Linked DNA regions of Rattus norvegicus: region 2 is linked to region 1. Evidence: chromatin contacts called from public Hi-C data. All regions are on one chromosome and are shown on one strand. Each heading gives the region's core, a stretch centred on a gene start, on an enhancer-like site or on the middle of the called end of the contact. The rest is flanking DNA. Distances are from core to core; before and after follow the strand shown.

Region 1 (6,195 bases), core at 3,552-6,051:
GTTATTGGAAAAAAATAGAAATGCTTTCAGCTTAGGGGCTGAGGGGATGGCTCAGTCTGTAAAGTGCTTGCCTAGCAGGTGTGAGGATCTGGGTTTGAATCCCCAGAATCCATGTCAAAAGACCTTGTGGTGTGCACTGGGGAAAAAGAGGTTGGCAGATCCTCTCTGGCCAGCCAGCTCAGCCTATCCAGTGAGCTCCAGGTCAGCAAGAGACTCTCAGAAAAATAAGAGGGATGACACCCTAGGTTGCCCTCTGACCTCTGTGTACACACACACACACACACACACACACACACACACACACACACACACACACACGAACACATAAAATACTTTGTTTAAGCCTCCAATGAGCTGAGCCTTCTTTTTAAATTTTTTTTTTTATTCCACATATATTGGAGTTTTGCCTGTATGTATGTGCACCTTGTGCATGCAGTGTTCAAGAAGTCCAGAAGAGGGCGCTAGGCCCTCTGGGACTGGAGGCACAGAAAAGTGAGACACCATGTGGGTGCCGGAAATTGAATTCCAGTTCTCGTAATCTCTAAGCTCTCTAGCCCTGAGCTGAGCCTTCTTCATGCCACTGACTTTTCATGGTAGAGGATCCAGGAGAATCACACAGGAGGGAGTCCTACTCCAGATAGAACGAGGCTTAACTTCTCTTCCAACAGTTGTTCAAATGCTCACCCTCTTCCAGAACTACTAGAATGTTCTCTTGTAAAAGGATCTCTCCCTTCCCTTCCTTCAAGTCAGCCCCGCCCACCAGAACCTGTCTGGCCAGGCCCTGACCTCAGTAGGCTGATTCACACCTGCATCATCTCAGTGAGGCCAGCTCGACATCCTGCTTCCGGCCCCACCCCACTGTTTGCTTCCCTAAGTCTTCTGGGTACTGTCTTCCCTCCTTCCTTCTGATTGACAGTCCCCAGCCAGAACAAATTTGGCTTCTAAGCTCATAAACATGACCATTCCTGGATCTCAATTCAGAGCCAGCTTTTCCTGCCTCTCCACACTGCTGTGAGCGGTGCCCTGGAATGAACTGGCATCGTGGTCCCTAGTCCTGACCACACACGCTGTTGTCCCTCTGCCCCGCCTTCTCTGTAGTGGTAAGCTCTGAATTCCAGTAGGTACCCACTCAGCTGTGGGCCGGGCATTCTGTTGCTGAGCTGCTCTTGCTGGCTCTGTGCCCACAGTAATTACAGGGGCTGGGCCTTGGACATCATCTCTCTTTCCTTGACTTCCAGCCTCTGGGATCTTCTGCAGAACTTGGAGCGGATTCTAACCACAGGTTGGACGTGCGTGGTCACAGGTTTCTGCAGTTAGACAGGGATTTGGAACGTGCCTCAGCACATCCACTCTGCCTGCCTCGTGGCGGAGGCTCCCACTGTCCGCAGGAGCTCTGCATCCATCTACACAGGGCGATTCTGCAGGGCACCTGTTCCTACCTGCACTCACGCCAGGCCTCTTTAGCCTCCCCTAGTTAGCTTATGTAAGGTCCTATTAAAGACTTGAGGTCACAGCCGCTTCTCAACACACCAGACTTGGCCACCCATCTCAATAAGATAATTTTAAAGTCAAGTAGTCAAGTTAAGAATGAAAGCAAAAAAAAAAAAAAAGAGGTTTACTGAATGTTGCTGCACTGGGGAAATTGGCACATGTACAGATGCATGGGTGCATGTGTGGGTGGGTGTGCGATAAATTGTTACAATCCGTTTTTCAGTATGAGGTGGGCTTAGAGTTCATCCAAGTTACAGACAAGCAGGGGGTGCTTGGTTCAGGGTGTCTCTAGATCTCTGTCCCAGTGTGGCCTCATGGAAATATTCACAGGGCATGGTAGTTCAATGCTTAATTTTGAAAGAAAACATCCAACACCTTTCCTAGGTAGTTGAATCTCTGTCCTTCCATCACCCATGCCTGAGCAATAAATGCTATTCATTGACATAATAGCAAGTACTTGGTGTTGCCGGCATTTATTTAGCCATTGTGCAAGGCATGTGTGACAGTCTCTGTGGTTTTGACTTGTGTGGCAGCAAACACTTTCCATGTGCTCATTTGCTTCTATGCATTCTCTTCAGGGACCCATTTCTCTGTGGCTTTTGCACATTTTCCCCCTACACTCCCCTTCTGTCTCCTGTGTGCTATAAGCATGTATACTTGTGTGTGGGCACGCTCACCTCTGAATGCACACGTGGAGGTCAGAGGTCAACACTAGGTATCTTCCTTTATTTCTACCCACCTTAGTTTGGGTGACAGCATTGCTCCTGAACCTGGGGTCCCTGTTCATTTAGACTGACTAGCCAGCAGGCCCACAGGATCCGACCATCTCTGCCTTATAGTACTGTAGTCACAAGTGTGTTCCACCATGCCTGGCTTTTATGTGCGTGTTGGTGACCCCAACTCTCATGCTCACACATCAAACACATGACTCACTAAGCCAACTCCTAAGCCTGGTTTTTGCTGATTTTCTAGTTGAACTGTTCGCTTCATTGCTGTTCAGTATCCAAAGTGTTTTATTCTAAGTAAGCACAGTCCCTTCCCACATGCGTAGTGTGACAATTTTTCTCCCATTTTGTTTCTAGTTTTTTGAGTCCAAGAACAGAGGATTGTTTCCCCTCACTACTTATCTTTAGACTTTTTCTTCAAATACTGACCTCTGAGGAGTGAGAAGCAGAAGGCAGGTACATCGTTCAAAGCTTCACACACATAACCACTGTGACTGTCCCTGCCACACAGAAGTGTCACAAGATTCCAGGAGCAATATGGCCAGTGGTTTTGAGCATGACCCAAATGGAATCCAATATACTTAAACATCACTGATGGAAATAAAAAGGCAGAGTGCGGGAAAGGCCACCTTCTAAAATATTTAGGAACAAAAGCAATAGGACCAGAAGCCGGTCTTGGGTTTGCTTTTATGTATGGCGAATGAGGAAGAGGAGATTTTCCACTGAAGTGGCCCATGGCTTTGGACGATCATGGTGAGCATGGTAGGCTGTGGATGCAGGAGGGGGTGAGGGGGTATGAAGGGAAGAGTCACAGTGAGCTTTAGAGACAGTAACTGCTAGTACCTGGGGGAGGGCCAGGGCTGGCTCTAAATGTCCCCAGTAGAATATGGCAGAGAGTGGGGTGGGGAAGAGAGATAGAAAGTCGAGATCAGTGTTCAAAGCAAGGAATCCTAAAGAGACGCTGGTCTCCTTACAAACAAGGAGAGTCTGAGGCGATTCGTGCATCAAATCCTGAAGAGGTCACCTCAGTGGACCTGGATCCCCAAGCATCTGCCTTCCTGACACTTGGCAAAATTGTCTAGAGACACTGGAGAATGTATGGTCTGAATGCTGAGGGAGACTCGGAGGGGCAGAAGTAGAGAGATGTTGCATGGGCTGTGTCTTAGGGCTCTGTGTCCAAAGGAGAAAGCTGGGCAAGGAAGGCGCATGTGTGCGTGCGTGCGTGTGTGCGTGCGTGTGCGCAAGCTACCTTTTGCACTTGTTTGGGGTTTGAGAGACTTTGATATGCTATGATGAAGAAAAAGAGCCTAAAGAGAGAGGCAGTTTGAAGATATAGAAGTATAAGAGGAGTTGAGTGTAGAGCCGTGGCCAGTGTGGATCGTGGGGGAAGGGGCTTCCCCATAAGTGCAGCCTCTTAGTACAAGCCCTTAGACTTGAAAGGGAATGGTCCAGAAATACATCACAATGGACCACTTTTCATATGAAGTAAGCTCAGAGCTCATCAGAGGATTACAGAGAGCAGGCGGCACTGCCTCCCTGTCTGTCCCCCCAAGACCCCCGCAGCTGGAGTCAGTGTCTGTCTTGGGTGTTCTCAGTTCATCCTAGGGTTGCCAGGTTACAGGCAGTCTGCCATGTGACTGAGCTCTCCTATCAGAAGAGAGTGTTCTCGAGTCCCAGGAGGATGAGGAATTTGGGATGGGGACCATGCTAGAGACAAGGAAGATTGAACCTCCCTGAAGAACTTGGACAGTGGGGAATTCAGGGGACATGGGGACATGACTAGAAACTATAAAAAGCTGTAAACAAACAAACAAACAAAACCCCACAAGGCTCCAAATCAGGTGCCAACCACTATCGCCTTTCCTCTAGGCTGACAGTCAGCCAGCTTTGCATGTCTATGACACAAACTGCTTCGCTTTTGCTAAGTCCCAGTGCTCTCACTATTAATTAAGGACCGGTGTCTCACAGTAGGAAGGTTTTCAGGCCTCTGTTGGCTGGCCACTGGCCTCTGGCCTCTCCTGGGTAGAGCTCAGTGTTGAGTTGGAGGGCAAGTGATGGGGACTCTGGGGAGAGGCTGATGGTGGACAAGCTGCAGGGCTGTCAGTCAGGTCTAAGCACCCAGCTGAGCCTGGATCCAAGGGCTTTCCAGCTTTCTCCATGTGATTGATAAGTCAGCCTCACCCATGTTCCCACAGGTGACATGGGGAGTCAGAAGAGGTAAAAGACAGCAAGGAGAGGACATCTTTGTGATGGCACAGAGGGAATGGTTTTAATATGGAACCCTTTCTGGGAATAACTTGTTTGCAAACACCAGGGCAGGCTTACATGACTTGAGAGCTGTAAGTGCTGTGGAAAGAAAGGAAGGAATTCTGTGAATTGCCTGTAGTTCACTGCTTGGGCACAAAATCAATTGAGGTCCTGTGACAATAAGCAGTCGGGCTAGTAACCTTCCCCAGCAAAACATCGCTCATGCTGCCCAGACAATGGCCTCTTTGTGTGGCGCGCAGTCCTGGCCTCTGCGACTGTAAGAACTTCAGCCAGCTCAGCACTTGGCTTGGTGACCCAAGCGTCTTTGGGCCACATCACCAGAGACACACAGTACTGCAGATACATCCGTTGTTTGCTCCCATACACCACAACCACTGATGATTCCAGGCTGTGGGACCTTCAGGGAGGGCAAGGCTGACGTCAGCCCAGGAGGGGAGAGTCCAGGCCCAGAGAAGACGGGCTGTGTTCAAGGCATGACAGTTTCTGTGGAGGCAAGATGGATGGCCCACTCTCTGTTGAGTGGGGTTGAGTCTAGAGGGGAAAGAGAAAGCCAAACTTCATTCATTTGTTTGTGAGGAGGTTGCCAAGAAAGGCTGAGCACCACAATGAGCCGACATGGCCAGGTCGCCTTGACCATTGTCCAAGTAGACATTTGGCCTCCAAGAACTGCTGAGAAATGTAGATCTACAAGCCTTTTCTACTAGCAATCACGAACTACAGAGAGATGAGGGAATGGAACAGATTGTATATTCAAAGCTAGGTGGCTGCAATGTACCACCCTGTTCTGTTTTAAAGAAGGCCCGAGCCAGCTTGTGATGGTCAGCCTGGTGGGACTTAGAACTGCCACAGAGACAAGCTTCTGGACTCTTCTGTAGGAGGGTCTCTAGATTGGCTTAAGTGAGGAGAGGGAAACCCACCCTGAGTGTGAATGGCATCTTCTTGTGGGTTGAGTCCTGGACTGAATGAAAAGGAGGTAGTGAGTTGGGGGCACCAGCATCAATTTCTCTCCGCCTTCTCATGCCAAATGCAATGGGATCAGCTGCCACATGCTGTTGCCACCATGATGGTATGTCATGCTGTTGCCACCATGATGGTGACAACAAATGTGACCCAAATGACCTTTCCTTCATCAGGTTGCTTCTTATTAGGTATTTGGTCACAACAATAAGAACAGTTAACTAATTTACTGTTTATCCAGGCAAACCCAAGAGCCCAGCAAGGTCTGAAGGTCCAGGCTGCGCAAGAATCTGCCGTCGACGTCATAACAGCCTGAGCCGGCTCCTTCCTCTGCTAAAGAGGGATCAGGAAGGTTCTGCCTCCCGAGTGCTGGGATCAAATGTGTGCTCCACTATGCTTGACAACCCGAAGTCATGGTGTTCCTTAGGAAGCTGTTGTGTGGCTCTTCTGTTTACACTGGGTTCATCCATTTCCTCTTGGTTTCTTTTACAACTATTTTACTTTGTATTACTCCTGTTGTGTGTGTGTGTGTGTGTGCGTGTGCGTGTGCGTGTGCGTGTGTGTGTGTGTGTGTGTGTGTGTGTGCGCGCGCGCACGCATGCGTGTTTGCTTATATGTGTTTACTAGTTTCCTGAGTAATACATTGATTCCCTAAGATCCTAAGGAATTTTAGCATTATTTTATTTTACTTTATTTTAATATCATTATGAACTTATGGATTTAAAGCTTCACTGAGATTTTCTAGGTGTCCTGG
Region 2 (6,495 bases), core at 1,288-3,787, 45 kb before region 1:
GGATAAGATTTCCAAAGTTTGCACTAGGGCCACATTCTCCACATTGTCCCCCAGAACAGGAAAAAGTGTCAGGATCCAATCCTAAGCCTCTACAGACAGCCAGGTCGCTCTCAGATTAGCCTAGGTTGGATTTTTTTTTTTTTTTTGGACTGTGTTTATCGATGTAACACTGGCTGATTTGCCTGGAGCTGTCTAAGAAAAATCAGAGAGGCAAAGAGCTTCAGAGGAAATACCGCAAATTAAAGACATGTGGGAGGCAGCCGTTTGAGTAAAGGCACAAACCTAACGGCTGTGATTTGTCTTTTAAAGAATATTGAATGAAACGGGATCCTCACTGCTGTGAATTGATCCCCTCCCCCACTTTAAACTACCCTTTCTGGGATGGTACAGGTCAGCTTTTAGAGATTGGTCGATCATACGGTTATCTTTTTTTTCCCCTCTGTGTTCTTTCAAGGAAGGGTGCACAGAAGAAGCTGGATGAAGCACTCAGGCAGGGAGAAAATGACAGTGTGACAGTGTGGGGTCTGCTCCATACTGCGAGCTAAAGGGGCTGGGAGAGCACCGCTGTCAACAGCCGCCTGGAGAAACCACTTATCTCATTCACACTGAATAAACCATCTCATCACCATAGAGCTCAACCACAAGAAATTGAACAGTGAGTTCTAGGGTTTCTCACACCGTCTCTCCTCAAAGTCACATCCCCAACCCCAGAGATGGGACTAATATGTTGACCACACGTGTTGTGACCTTCCACATCTGCACTCCTTGGTCTTTAATAAGGCCGGCCCGCCTAGGACAGTGGCTCTTTGCACCGTTCTTTGTCTGTGAAATGGGGACAGGATGGCTTCCTCATGAAGTGAGCGTGCAAGCCAAATGGGTGAATGAACTGCTTGGCAACACCCGGCAAGCATTCCCAGGGTTCTAGTTAGTAATACTATTCGGAAAAAAAATAAACATTTGGGTGGGGAAACAACCTGCAGGCTTCCCACCATCTGCACGTTCCACAGCTTTGAATTATGAAGCTGTTGTATGTGAAGTGAAAACCAATGACAGAATACACTTGAAAGGCAGTTCTTACAAAAGGTGGGGAAATCTGCTTCTAACTCACTTCGGGTGAGGGCAAAGCCGGGAGGATCTCACTGTGTCCCCTTCTGCTGCAGAGGGAACCTTTCTAATGCAGGATTGCCAGAGACCTGTGAACCCTTCCTCACCTTGGCTATGACAGGCTGCTCTGGGCATATTTTGGGGAGGCAAGGTCCAAACATCCTCTGGGGTCTTTTGATCCCGTAGCAAGCATCTTACTTTATAAGGCTTTAATTATTAATAAATAATTAGAACCAGGTTCTCATATAGCCCAGGCTGGTTTCAAACTCCCTATAAAGCTGAGGATTGTACTATGATTCTATTTCCTCTACCTTCTGAGCACCGGGGTCACCAGCACAGCTTTACATGGTGCTGGGGATTCTTTTCAGGATTTAGTGCCTGGAGTTCGCTGGCCACTGACCTACAGTCTCAGCCTCCTTACAGGGTTTTAAATGCTGAAATATCAGACAGAAAGATTCACAAGGAGGCAGCAGTGTCCGGGACACCTGGGTACTTCGGTCCGCTCTGTCAAACAGACTGCACCCGGTAGCTGGGAGTAGACGCTGCGAGTGGAAACACACACACACACACACACACACACACACACACACACACACACACACACACACACACTCACGCACACCTGCGAGCTTCACGGCGGCAATTCTCTCCCACCACCCAGACACCGGGAGTGGGGGAGGGGACACTCGTCCCCTCCCCCCAACCCGCGCTTATGTCCAAGAATCTACTCAGGAAACTGGTTACACTCAGGTGTCACTCCCGCCTTCTCTGACAGGGACACCAAGACTCCCAGGGAAGCTCATTAACAGAACAATTAATCCGCACAAAAAAATCACAAACCCACCCAACACCGAGGAGAGCTTCAAGTCGAAGGCGAAGGGTGCGGGCGCGCAACGTGGGCTCCCGCCCCCGGGACACGAAATATGCTAAGGCTAGGACCACCAGGGGACAACCGGCGCTCAGGAGGCTTTGGAGAAGCCGGATCGGCGACCGGCAGGTAGGCAGGAGGGCGTGGGCACCGGCGAGCAAACGCCGCGCAGAGTAAAGTTCAAGCCGGATCTCATGGCCGGGCGGCCACCTCGCTAAGACTGTCCCCCCCTCGCTTCACAGTTCTCGGTGACTCCGGGTGGCTCGTACACTCCCACCCACTCCAAGCACCCGCCTCTCTTCTGCTCTCCCAAGCGGACTCAAGAGCACCACAGAAATCTTTCTAGAGCGGGCCCGGGGACATCGAGTGTTGCCTACGTACCCAGCGCTAGCAGAGCGAGCTGTCCGGCCGCGGGGACCATCTTCCGAGCGCAGGGCGCTGCAGCCACCGCGCTCTTTGCGGTTGGCGAGTGGCCGCGCGCCGCCGCGGTGTGCGCGGGGGAAAAAGGCGCAGGCGACAGGGCCGGCCCCCGGCGCGCGGGCGGAGGGACGACCGCGCCTCCCGGTGGCACTGGCCAGCGCGCTGCCCGCGGCGGAAACGGGAAAGAGGTGGAGGTTCCCGCCACCTCTCTGCCTTAGGCGACCGGGGCGAGGCGGACCACCCTCCCGCGTTGGGGCGCCCCCGAAGGCGCAGGGGTGGGGACTGGGAGCCGGGGGCGGGGACCTGCGCCCCGATCGCGACAGCCAGTCACCACCCTGGGCCAAGGGCCAGGCAGGAAGCGCCGGGCTTCAGACACCTCCCTGCAGTGCTCGCGCCCAGGGTCGCCGCCCGAGTCCCCTGCGCAGTAGCCGCGTCCAGGCTGTAGGCGGCAGAGCGGAGTCGCCCAGGTTAGTCACCTGTGCTAGGGGCTTCTCCACGACACTCTTGAGCAGGAGCCTGGAGACCCACGAGCTTAGCCAGCCACCTGGGAAGACTTGACCAAGAAAAGCTTTCTCCATAGTCAGCCAAATACTCATTTAAGTCGAATTTCCACCTGTGTCCCCATCCATGCCAGCCCCGGGACACCTGCCACCAACTAGGGGCAAAGCCACTCTGCGTCCCCAGATACATTGTGAAGATCAGGGAATCTCTGTCTACCATGAACTTAATCACGCATCAACCCTTCTGTCCCACTGCTTCGGGGATACAGGAGTCGGAATAAGAACTGGCTTTGATACAATTAAGTGCGGAACAAAAGAGGAGCGGGCGGTGGGGGTCAGCTAGCTGGCCTGTTCAGAGGTTGTGTCTTTGAGATGGCCCCTGAATCTGAACTAGGCAGAGGAACACAAGAAGGGGGAAGGCTTCTTTGGGTAGAGAAAGGATGGTTCGTGGGTATTGGGGGATGGGGCATACATAGGGGACAGTAACCCCAGAGAGACCACGACTAGCCAGAGTCTAGCCTCTCCTGCTTCCTGACATCTAACTGCTCCAGAGAAGACCCACTCTCTCCTAGCAGGCGGAGCCTTGGTGGTAGGGTGTGTTGGCCTTGGGATTCTCTTGCCGACTTCTTAGATGGATGCTCAAAGTCTCAGGGATGAAAATCTCAGTTTATTGTAAGAACAGAGGACCTTAATTCCAAAAGAAAGCCCAAGCCATTGGCCCAACGTGTGGGTACTGGGTTAATTAACCATCTTTCTGTTGCTGAGACAAAATGCACACAGAAATCAACTTAAAAGCAGCTTTGGTTTTCTGTTCTAGTTCATGTTCACTTGGACGGCCCTGTAGCTTTGGGTCTGTGATGAGGAAGGACAAAATAGGGGGGAGCATATATCTGAGCTCAAAAGCAGGGAAGGGGGGGTCCCAATATCCCCTTGAAGGATACACTCTCGGCGTTCTAACTTTCTCCAGGGCCCCACCGACTGAAGTCTCCACCATCTCTCTCTAGCGCCACCCACTGGGGGCTCAACCGAACAACAAATGAGCTTTTATGGGAAAAGCAAAAACCAAAGCCAAAAACCAAACCAAACCAAACCAAACAATAACAAAATGGTGTTAAATCCAAGCATCTTTTTGTCGTAATTAATTAATTTTATTTTGGAGACATGGTCTCACTACATAGTCTTGTCTGGCCTTGAACTCACAGAAATCTACTTAATTCTACTTCCAGAGAACTGAGGTTAAAGGCCTGCAGAGCCACACCAAGCTCCAAGCGCCCTTTTTGGAAAAAAAAAAATTATATTGCTTGTGTAAGTGTTTTTTTTTCTTTTCTTTTTTTCGGAGCTGGGGACCGAACCCAGGGCCTTGTGCTTGCTAGGCAAGTGCTCTACCACTGAGCTAAATCCCCAACCCGTGTAAGTATTTTGACTGCATGTAGTACATGTATATCTGGAGTCTGATCCTCTGGAATTCTATAGTACATGATCGTCTGGCATCTGACCCCCTGAAACTGGAGTTACAGACAGTTACATATTCCTATGTGCTGAGATCCTTTGCACGGTAACAGGGGCTCTTACCCACCGAGCCATCTCTCGGGTCCCACATAAGAGGAACATTTAAGATCTGCACCATAACATGGGGTGGTCCATTATAAAGAGAATAATTTGAAAGCGGTGTGAGTTTACATAGAAAACCATCACCGATTAGAAACTATTGTACTCCCTTCTCCCGATGCTAGTGAGGTTTCCCTGACAGTCATTTTCTCCATCCACTGCATAGAACTTTCCTATGGCCTTCAGCACGTGGGCTCACTTCCTTCATTTTGGTCTGGTCCTGTCCTGGGACTTGCCTTTTCCCTTAGCTACAAGAGGCAAGGAATCAGGGCCGGGGACTGAACACGTGTGGAGCAGCAAGGCCGTGGTTGGCTGCCAGCTGTCTGGGAATCAGACGGTCCTGGTTCTGCCCACTGCCCACACACTGTTGGGGCTGGCAGAATCAAGCAAGTGGGCTGGTCCGCTGAAGGACTGGAAAATATTTTTAATCAGAAGATAATTTGTGGGGCTGTAGAGATGGCTTGGAGGTTAAGAGCACTTGCTACTTTTACAGAGGACAAAATATGCACCCTGGGAATTCCAGCATTCACGTGGTGGTTTGAAAGCATCCATAACTCCAGTTCCAGAAAACCCAGTACTGTCTTCTGACTTCCATGAGCACTAAGCACGCCCATGATATGCATACACAGATGCAGGTAAACACACACATATTCGACGAATAAATCTAATTAAAAAAAAACTAACAGGGAAAAAGATATTTTGCCAGCTCGAAAACTAAAAAGTACACAACTCCAGTATGCTCTTTCTTTCTGTCTCCATTCCTTCCTTGCCTCTGTCCTCACCCCCCCCCCCATCCCGTACCTTCTTCTCTTTCCCTCTCTCTCTGTATTTCTTTTTTGAGGCTGGGTCTTGTTATACAGCTGGGAACTTTCTATTCTTCTGCCCTTGCCTCTGGGACAACAGAAGTGAGCCACCACACCTGACTTAGTGTACCCCCTAATACTTGAAAATCATTCGTTATTCCCCAAGATTTTCTTGAGCTGGTGTAATACGGTTTTAGAACATTCCAGTTTTTTTTTACTTTTATGTGCATATGTGTGGTATGCTTATGCGTATATGCATGTTTGTATGTGTGTGGGTGCCTGTGCACATTTGTGCATACATGTGGAGGCGAGAGGTTGAGTCATCATCGCCTTTTTCCTTCTACCTCATTCATTCATTAAGGCAAGGTCCCTCAGTCAAACCCAGAGCTCACTGATCAGGTTAGTTGGCTAGCCATCTTTGTGATCCCCTGTCTCTACTTCCCAAGGCTGGAGTTTCAGGAAGGCTATTATTCCACCCAGTATTTATGTGGATTCTGGGGCTCTGGACTCTACTTCTCATGCTTGCCTGCCAAATACTTTAACCACTGAGCCATCTCTCCAGATTCCTCCCAGTTAATTCTAGTGAACAGATAAGCAGGTTTGGGAAGCAAATAGCAAGAATGATGTTGAGAGCAAAGTTTGTTCCAAGGTTACTCTGCTCCACTGCCTCAGATTCTCACATTTTATTAAAGATAAGACTTAACTCATTGAGATTATAGGAGAATTAAGTGCCAGAGTTTGTCCGCTTAACAGTGTTTCATCTGAACAAAGCTGCCTATTAAAGTTCCCCTGGTGGGCTTGCCTCTCCGCTCCACGTTCCCTACTCTTCCGTTGCTTAATCCATGTCAATGTCCTTGCTCATGGGTGTACATACATGCATGGCCACACCTATATACCTATACACATCTGCATGTGCACACGACCACACTCATATGTTTCAGCTGTACAGAATCTGTTGCTCTATGAGCTAAGTAAGTCCCAGTGGTGTCCTTGAGACTGCAAGGGGACTCGGTGCCCTCCTTCCCCTGCAGACTCGGCTATGCCTGTCCCCTGCATTCCTGAGACTCTCCCTGTGTGCATGCAGAGCCCTCTTTACAAGAATAGACCCTGGATCGAGCAGGGGGGATTCACTCTGTAGAGCCAATCATGCCTGCCCCTGAGCAAACAGAACACTGGCAGAACTGAGGCAGAG

The links. A called contact is a pair of places that touch in the nucleus more often than the background predicts.
Region 2: a Hi-C map of Schwann cells shows a contact between it and region 1, with 2.1 times the contacts expected there. The contact joins the promoter of Tgfa here to the enhancer-like site in region 1. A contact is called at or near these places in 5 of 12 Hi-C or Micro-C datasets (the A7r5 cell line, Schwann cells, hepatocytes and 2 more) and 1 of 1 datasets of contacts at active chromatin or transcription factors (oligodendrocytes).

The regions. Positions count from the first base shown.
Region 1 is chr4:120,129,062-120,135,256 of GRCr8, reverse strand. It overlaps LOC134486809 (a long non-coding RNA gene), which reads right to left. Exons shown (of 2, transcript XR_010066202.1): 2 at 4,460-5,015. Among named protein-coding and RNA genes, the nearest start is that of Tgfa, 44 kb to the left of the region's middle. Within about 2 kb of position 4,801, at least 49 of the 93 cell types and tissues checked have an H3K27ac peak or open chromatin away from gene starts, as enhancers often do. A contact at or near this core is called in Schwann cells, where this site is marked.
Region 2 is chr4:120,171,761-120,178,255 of GRCr8, reverse strand. Tgfa (transforming growth factor alpha) reads right to left here and starts at 2,537. Exons shown (of 6, transcript NM_012671.2): 1 at 2,354-2,537. The coding sequence starts at 2,393.